Linked DNA regions of Capra hircus: region 2 is linked to region 1. The links are chromatin contacts, called in public Hi-C maps. All regions are on one chromosome and are shown on one strand. Each heading gives the region's core, a stretch centred on a gene start, on an enhancer-like site or on the middle of the called end of the contact. The rest is flanking DNA. Distances are from core to core; before and after follow the strand shown. Region 1 has its middle 60 kb from the start of STK24. Region 2 overlaps FARP1 (FERM, RhoGEF and pleckstrin domain-containing protein 1).

What was found. A called contact is a pair of places that touch in the nucleus more often than the background predicts.
Region 2: a Hi-C map of blood shows a contact between it and region 1, with 4 times the contacts expected there. The contact joins two enhancer-like sites. A contact is called at or near these places in 3 of 5 Hi-C or Micro-C datasets (blood and liver).

The regions. Positions count from the first base shown.
Region 1 is chr12:10,691,865-10,695,978 of ARS1.2, reverse strand. No RefSeq gene overlaps it. Among named protein-coding and RNA genes, the nearest start is that of STK24, 60 kb to the left of the region's middle. Within about 2 kb of position 2,173, at least 2 of the 5 cell types and tissues checked have an H3K27ac peak or open chromatin away from gene starts, as enhancers often do.
Region 2 is chr12:10,848,485-10,852,598 of ARS1.2, reverse strand. It overlaps FARP1 (FERM, RhoGEF and pleckstrin domain-containing protein 1), which reads left to right. Exons shown (of 27, transcript XM_018056422.1): 27 at 1-967. It overlaps STK24 (serine/threonine-protein kinase 24), which reads right to left. Exons shown (of 11, transcript XM_018056423.1): 11 at 3,629-4,114. Among named protein-coding and RNA genes, the nearest start is that of TRNAC-GCA, 3.3 kb to the left of the region's middle. Within about 2 kb of position 2,163, at least 1 of the 5 cell types and tissues checked has an H3K27ac peak or open chromatin away from gene starts, as enhancers often do.

The sequences.
Region 1 (4,114 bases), core at 924-3,423:
TCATTATTTTATTTGCCTATTAAACACTCTGCCTTTTATGCCATAATAAAGGGTCTGAGTGATTCCAGGGTAATATGCTAGCCTTTTGTTGTTTCAAGCCTAAATCTGAAATGTGAAGGGAGTGCCGAGTTATTGGGGATAGGTTTCCAGGCACGGTAACCTTTTGCAGAGGCTGGAACAGAAGTCAGGCAAGACCCATGAAGGGGTCTGGAGCAGCCAGCTGGGATGGGAGGTGTGGCCTCCCAGCCTCACACCATGCCCCTGGCCCCAAGACCCATTTGAGCTAGGAACCAAGAAGCGAGTTCACATCAGCTGGTTAGGCAACCAGCCTCTTTATGGTTTCTCTCAGAAGGTTCTTTGCAACCCCATGGACTGTAGCCCACCAGGCTCCTCTGTCCATGGGATTCTCCAGGCAAGAATACTGGAGTGGGTTGCCATGCCTTCCTCCAGGGGATCTTCCTGACCAGGGATCGAACCCATGTCTCCTGAGTCTCTTGCCCTGCAAGCGGACTCTTTACCCACCAAGCCACTGGGGAAGCCCATCAGAAGGTTCTAGCTAAAACCACATTCTCTATTTTTCCTGAGGAGTATTTTCCATGGGCCTCTCCAGGTCCATTCTCTGCCCACTCCACCCCAGCCCCAGTCTGCTCTGTGCCCCAGGAGGCTGCCTAGGTGAACTGCCCACCAGGCTGCCTTGCTCGGGCTTCTGGTTGGGTTTAGCCAGTGGGAGCCTGGGGGGCAGAGAGGGAGGTCAGGGCATCTCTCCTTCTTGGTGGTCCTGGGTTGGCCGCATCCCCTCAGGGCCCCAGCCCTCCCCCAGAGCTGGGCTGCCGGCTCCGGGTTCCAGAACCTGCTCCCTCCTTCAGTCTCACACTGGTAAGGTCTCCACCACAACCAGGTGCTTGATTAAAGTGATCTCCCCCCAGCCTCACCCACATGCTTTTCTGCTTCTGGTTCCTACAGACTCGTCTCACTTCCCCACCTTGCGGGTGCCTTCTGTTGTCTGCTGGGGTGGGTGTGAGTTTCTTAGAACCGCCGTAACAAATTACCACCAACTGGTTGACTTGGAAGAGCAGAACTTCATTCTCTCAAAGCTCTCAAGTCCAGGAGTCCAACAGCCAAGTGCCAGCTGTTGGCAGGGCCAGGCTCTCTCGGAAGGCTCTAGCGGAGACTCTGTTCTAGACATTTCCCTTAACTTCTGGTGCTGCCAGCCAGCCAGCCTGGGCATCGTGGGCTTGTCTTGTAGCTGCCTCACTCCAGTCTCTGCCTTCTTCATGACACTGTGTCTCTGCATCCCTTCTCTTCCTAGAAAGACACCAGTTGGGACTTCCCTGGTGGTCCACTGGCTACGACTCTGCTCCCAAGACAGGGAGCCTGGGTTTGATTGCTGCTCAGGGAACTAGATCCCACGTGCTGCAGCTAAAGATCCTGCGTGCCACAACTAAAACCTAGTGCCGCCAAATAAATAGATAAATATTAAGAAAAAAAAAAAGACACCAGTCATATTGGCTAGAGGGCCCATGCTACTCTAGGATGACTTCACCTTCACTTGATGACATCTGCAAAGATCATGTCCAAATCAGGTCACGTTCCCAGGCAATGGGGTGAGGACGCCTTCTCCTTGTGGGGATTAAGTTCAACCCACACCAGGGCCAGAGCAATGTCAGGCCCCCCAGGTGTCTCTCTCTCTCTCCAGACTCTCCTGCCACTAAGTCTCCTCCGCTGGTCCTTCCTCCCCACCCCCAACACGCTCCCCTGATTGATTTTTCCAATCGCCTCAAATGAAGCCCCCTGAGAACTCTTCTTTCTCATCTGGCCCTGTGACCGCCGCCCTAGGGCATTCACTTCTTTGCCCTGCCCCGGTCTCCTGAGGAACCTCCCCACCGCCTGGACCTGAGCCGCCTGTGCCCTTTCTCTGCCGACAGTGAGGAGTGCAGTCGTCGGTCGGCATGCTATACACATGAAGGGAAGGACTGTGAGTTGAAAGTCTCTTCTCTGTCGTGTCTGCACTGAAATGGACCACAACTGCAGAACTGCTGCTACCAGCATAGCCCTTATAGCCCTGAGGGAAATCGGTTTCTGAATGAAACGAGAATGATGTGGGTAGAGGAGAAACTGAAAGGAAATAGACACTGAGAGAGCGGAGCCACTGAAGACGTCATAGAGCAGCTGGCTCAGCCAGCCCGGAAGCCTGTCTCATCTCTGGACTTTCAAGCATGTAGCCAAAAAAAAGGTCCACGTTACCTCTGTCAGTGTGGCTTGGGGTTTCTCTTACTTGCAGTCAAAGACAAGTACATGATGAATATTTTTCCTTTTTTCTAAGTCTAAGCAGATGGGGGGAAATGAAAGACAAATCAGAAAATAAGTTCTCTGGATGTGGGGTGGCCAGATCAGGATTTGAGGCCGCCTGGTTCTCAGTGTCAGGATATTTATGGGGATAAATAACTTCTACTCTCCCTGGATCCCAGGATTTTCAGCCCCAGCAGTTCTGTCCTGAGTGGGTGCCACAAACTGGCTTCTGGCTTGAAGTCCAAAGGCAGGAGAGTATGGGGTGAGCTAACCTCTGTAGGGCTTGGGAAGAACAGGTCACCAAACTAGACCCGGGGAGAAGGCAGCTTTTCCAGGTGTCTGGAATAAGGCGTTGGAAAGAGTAGAGACAGCAAGTCTGTTCAATCAGAAGAAAGGCGGCAATTATAGAGCTGGGTCACAGAGGCAGTGGACTTCTGGAAAGAGATGAGGACTGAATACACATATTTACATACAACTCACTAAATGACAGTGAGGATGGTGAAAAAGGAATTTTTTTAAAAATGTATCAATTCAAAGAGTTGGAGAGAAGTCAATATTGACAAATTTAGAAGCTGAAAAGCAGATAGATGGGTGGTGAGTAACTTAGTCCATTCAGAGAGCTGGCTTCAAAGGTTTGTAGTAAGGAAGCTATACAATAACTCAAATCGCACACATGCCCATGCACACTCGCACACCCAGTGCAGGAATCAGCAGCACTAGCACCTCAGGAAGCATCCATGAAGGTGGGGCAGCACGTGGAATCAGACAGTTAAGCACCCCCCACCATCCATTCCTGGGTTTCCCTGGAGGCTCAGATGGTAAAGAATCTGCATGAAATGCAGGAGACCTGGGTTTATCCCTGGGTTGGGACGATCCCCTGGAGGAGGGCATGGCAACCCACTTCAGCAGTCTTGCCTGGAGAATCCCGTGGACAGACAGCCTGGCGGGCTACAGTCCCTGGGGTCGCAGGAGAGTCAGACACGACTGAGCGACTAAGCACAGCACAGCACCACCCATTCCTGCACAGCACAGCACCTCCCTGGTGGCTTAGTCTCTGGAGAGGGTGAAATCCAGGGTCAAGGGCTTGGGGACAGCTGGCACACGCAGGATGTAAATGAAGGCTTACACACCGAATGCTAAGCTCCTCTCCTGCTACCTGACTCAGAGCTCAGGACAGTCACACTCTGGTCTGAATCAGAAAATATCTAAAAACGCCAACTTCTGGGTTCTGCAATAAAATGGCTCATGCAGATTTCCCTAGCATGAAAACCATGCGAACAGAACTTCCAAGCAGCTCTTCAGATCCTTCTCTTAAACATGAACTGATGGCCAAGAACCACAAGACATTTGAGGAAAAGCAGCATGGAGGGACCAGAGAGACAAGACAGGAGGAGAATTCTTCAAAACACCCCTGGGCATAGTCTAAAAGCTAGAAGAGAAGACACTGTCATAATGGAAGACAGTGCTGGAGACCATCAAAAATAGTTTAGATAATTAAAAAGACTCTGAATCAAAGCTGGTAGGAATTAAGAAAAAATAGATAGGGAATTCGGAAAATAAACTGAGGATTTTTCGAAAGTAAAACAATCAAAAAAGTAGGAGGGAGAGGAGAGAAAGGATAAGAAAGACATGATAAGAAAATTAGAGCCTGGTCAAGAAGGAATAGCATCAAAATAATGGGAGTTCTAGAGGAAGCAATGTGGGTTCGATCCCTGGGTCGGGAAGATCCCCTGGAAAAGGAAATGACAACCCACTCCAGTATTCTTGCCTGGAAAATTCCACGCTCAGAGGAGCCTGGTGGGCTACAGTTAATGGTCACAAAGAG
Region 2 (4,114 bases), core at 914-3,413, 160 kb before region 1:
CAAAATGGGTTTCCCAGTGTTTGCAATACACGTGGCAGTCTTAATAAGCAAATGAGATCATTTCCAGATTTGGGTTTACCTCCCCACCCCAATCTTTCTACTTTTATAATGATAGGAAATTAGTAGGATTTTACTTCTTTGATAAAACGAGCAATTTGCAGCATCCTTGTATCCCACTGGGGGCTTCAGGCTCCAGGGAAACGCTGGTTCCCAGACCTACTGCTTGGGGTAGGCTGGCCAAATTGTTGAAGTGATGGCTGTTTACGAGGTGTGGTGGGTTTTCTGTTGTGAGCAGCTCTCTGGACTGTCAAGTGTACCGAGTGCTGTGTCGAGGGGAGGGTAGTAAGCCGTGGTGTTTTGCTGTTTCCCAAGCATGAGAACGTGTCTGTCAGTGGCCAGGGCCCTCTGTGCTGTGTTGGGGCGTGGGTGCGGGGGCTCCGAGTTGTGGTGCGTACTCCCCACAATCATACCTGTGTCCTCCCGCAACTGTGGTTTAGAACTGCACACTTAATAGTAGTATATATGTATCTCGTGCCTGTCTTCACAAACCATTCTTTCCTTTTGATACTCGCCACCCCCAGGCCTGGGCTATGGACGGACATGTGACATTGCACATCCTTGATAGTCGGAGGACACAGGGAACAGGGTTCCAGTGACCGCTGGGGCCGCCAGTCAAAATCCGTTCGCCTATCTCCATGGGGAATCAGGTGGCCACTATTCCCTTGATACTGTTGAGCCCCTGTGGGGGGGGCGAGGGAGGGTTCCCCATCACCCAAGACCCCGACAGGATGAGCCTGACTTGGGGCTGTGACCGGCATACGTGGAAACACACAAATGGATGAGGAACTCGAGATGTGTGAATCACTTGCCTTACAATCTGTACAGATCCTTTTAAGTACTAACAAAAGGGAATTAAAAAAATACCTCACGCCACAATCCAGCACACTCAAGTTTTAAGGCAAAACAACCAATCTTGTCTCCTGTCTTTTAACTACCTCTCGGGCTGGTGGGTTGGGGAGGCGGCTGGTCACGGGGAAGGGGGAGGAAGGGGTGAAGACAACCGCTCGCAAAGACAGCGTATTTGGAAAAACTTGAAATCTGGTAAGTTTCATCTGCTTCTCCCAACTTGCGAAGCAGAGTATTTCCAAGAGACCTGGAAGATTCAGGGCTGAGGGCGAGATGGGGGGACCAGTGCCCATTTGATCCCATTCCCGAGCATCTCCAGAAGCCTCCCCGGTCACTCACCTCTGCAAGGCCTGGGGGTAAGGCATCTCCTAGGTCAGCCCTCCGTTCACACCTACCTGTGTCCCCCTGCGAAGTCAAAGAGAACCGAAGTCCAGATCACGGGGCTGATTCAGACCACCCCAAGCTGCTGGAAACACAGGGTTTCAGGGACACACTCCACCTCAGCCTGTTCAGGCTGCTGTTAACAAACATACCATGGACGGGGTTGCATATAAAACACATTTCTTAATAAGCAGGAAAACCATCTGTCTTAACGGTTTGGAGGCTGGAAGTCCAAGATCAAGGTCCTGGCGGACTGGGTGTCTGGTGGGGGCCCACTTCCTGGCTCACAGAGGCCCTCTCCCCAGGTGGCGGAAGGGGTGACGGATTGCTGTGGCGCTGACCTCAGTCCTGAGGGCTTCACCCTCATCGCTAACCTCCAAGGCCCCCCACCGCCTCATACATGCAGACCCAGGGATGGGGGGAATGGGGCAGAACCACAATGCAAACATCGTCTATTCCTCTACACACAAAGACACAATTCCAAAAACAATTTGTTTCTGTGAACTTTATTGACCTTCGCATGATACAGACCCTGTGCTTAAGAACACGCCTTGCAGCAGCACTCCCCAGTTATTGCCATTATTTTATAGCAGAAATACAGAAGCCATTTTTTTTAAGGAAGGAAAAATATAAAAATGCTTATAAATAGACCGCATGTTTTGCTGAAAAGGTACAAAATGCCGCGTAAAGAACCGAAAATGCTTCAAAAGACCCATCAGAGAACAAAACCGTCAGATCAGGAAGGTGGGCGGCACTGGGTTACAGCGAGGCAACCCCAAGGTTATTATGGTGTCAAGGCCCCCAGACCGCAGTGGTGCAGCCCGTGCGGAAGACACGACTTCGAAAGTGTAAGCCACCAGCCACGGCCGGCCCACCGCCTCCACTCCCAAAAAGGCCGGCTGTGCTTCCACGTGGGCGCCCCTGCCGTCCGCAGTGCGGGCAGACAGGCTGCTGGCTGCCGGGGTTCACCAGCCAGAGGCTCCAGCATGGCGCTCGATGCACCTCGACTGCTGAGCTCACAGGTCTGGCTGAACACCACCTGCCATTTACAGGCCCGAGGGGGTCCTGCTGGAGCTCTGGTGCCTGGTCTGTCTTTTAACAAAGGACCTGACATGGGCCAACGCTAGCCCCCTGAACTCGGCAAGATGCTCTGTCTACCGGAAGCAAGCCAGAGAACGCACAGGGGAAGGGGACCCACTTTCCAAAGCTGGTCAAAGCACACCTTTCCCCCGCCTCGAGAAGGCCATCAACAAGATATTTCCAACCAAATCACAAAGCAGTTGGCCGCTTGCCCTGGGAGATGTGCATTGCTGCGCACCAGTGACTGCTAATCGGTCACACCACCTCGCCGAGCCCAGAGTCCTGTCCACCCGTCAGCGTCACCATCTCACACCAGCGTCTGGTCTTGAAACCACTGTCCACGTGCAGGTCTGAAGAACTTGAGGTCAGAAAGCTGCTGTGACGGGGCTCTCGAGACCAGCTGAGCGGCACATCCCCGAGGGAACACGGCTCCGTCCTCTGATGCTTTTCTCCACCCACGAACGAAACTCACCTGTGGCTTATGCCGCACGTAGGGAAACAGCCAGCCCCCTCATAACACTCTCCAAAACACTAAACAAAATCCTCTCAATTCTTCCTGTTTAACATATTTGCGTGAGGAGAAGTCGCAATTTGGTTCTATGTCTCCTAACCAAAATGTATCCCTTACAGAAATCAACAACAACCCAAATCTACTTTTAATTTAAAAGTCATGACAATTTTCGAGTTTTAAAAACTAGCTCCGTCCTATTACCGAACAAACAAGAAGCACCCCTCAGAAGTCTCTCCCGGTGACTTCCAGGACACTGGGCCTGCAGATAACTGACCTGTCCTCAAGTTTACCCAGTAACTTCCCCCTTCCAAAAAGCCTTGGATTCCAACTCAAGAACTGCTACTCCAGCAAGAGTCGACTACGATTCATCTCAACAAACATACAAGAAAGTCACATATAACTCAGATTGGTCAAGGATCGTGGCCAGAACTCAACTTCCCATCCCAGAGACCCCTGCCTCGGGCTGAGAAAAGTACAGACACCTGGCTGGCTGACTGGTAGACACCCGCTCCTTTAAGGAAAAAAGCAAATGACTCGGAAGACGCAACAGTTTTACCAACCAGCAGTAGTCACCCATCTCTTCAGAGGACCATTTTTTAAAGTTGCATAGGGAGCTGACTTGGACATTTCCATAGCTTGAATGTGGGCACGTCTTCCTGGAGCCTCATCGGTGCACGCACACACACACACACCCCCACACACACATGGCAGGTACACTGCCCCCTCTTAAAGAGTCACGTTCCAAGGAGAGTGTGCAAAAATCCTGTTATAAAATTTATTCATGAAAGCATTCAGACATGTTGAGGTTTCAAAAGATGATATGCAGGTTTCACTACAAGATGCAACAGAAAACCCTCCTGGGAGGATGGGCCGGCTGGTGCGGTGGGACATGGGCCGGGCGCGACTCCAGCCAAAGTGAGACAAGGACGCTTCATCGGGGAGAAACTTGAAATAACTTAAAGCTTCATGAGGTGCGATATGTTTCCATTTAAAACACTTAAGAAATAGTACCATCAATGAAAACAGGAAAATCAACTTCTAAGTGTACCGAAGGGGTCTTAGGGCACGCAGGAGGGAAAAAAAAAATCTGCATTTGCTGAGGTACAAACAGAGGGAGTGTTCCCGAAGAGGGGCATTTAATTATTATTAATGGCAAATCCTGCAGATACAAAATAAAACCCAAATCACTGGTCACATAATTCAAAATTTACATGTAATAAAGGCAAGGCAATAGAC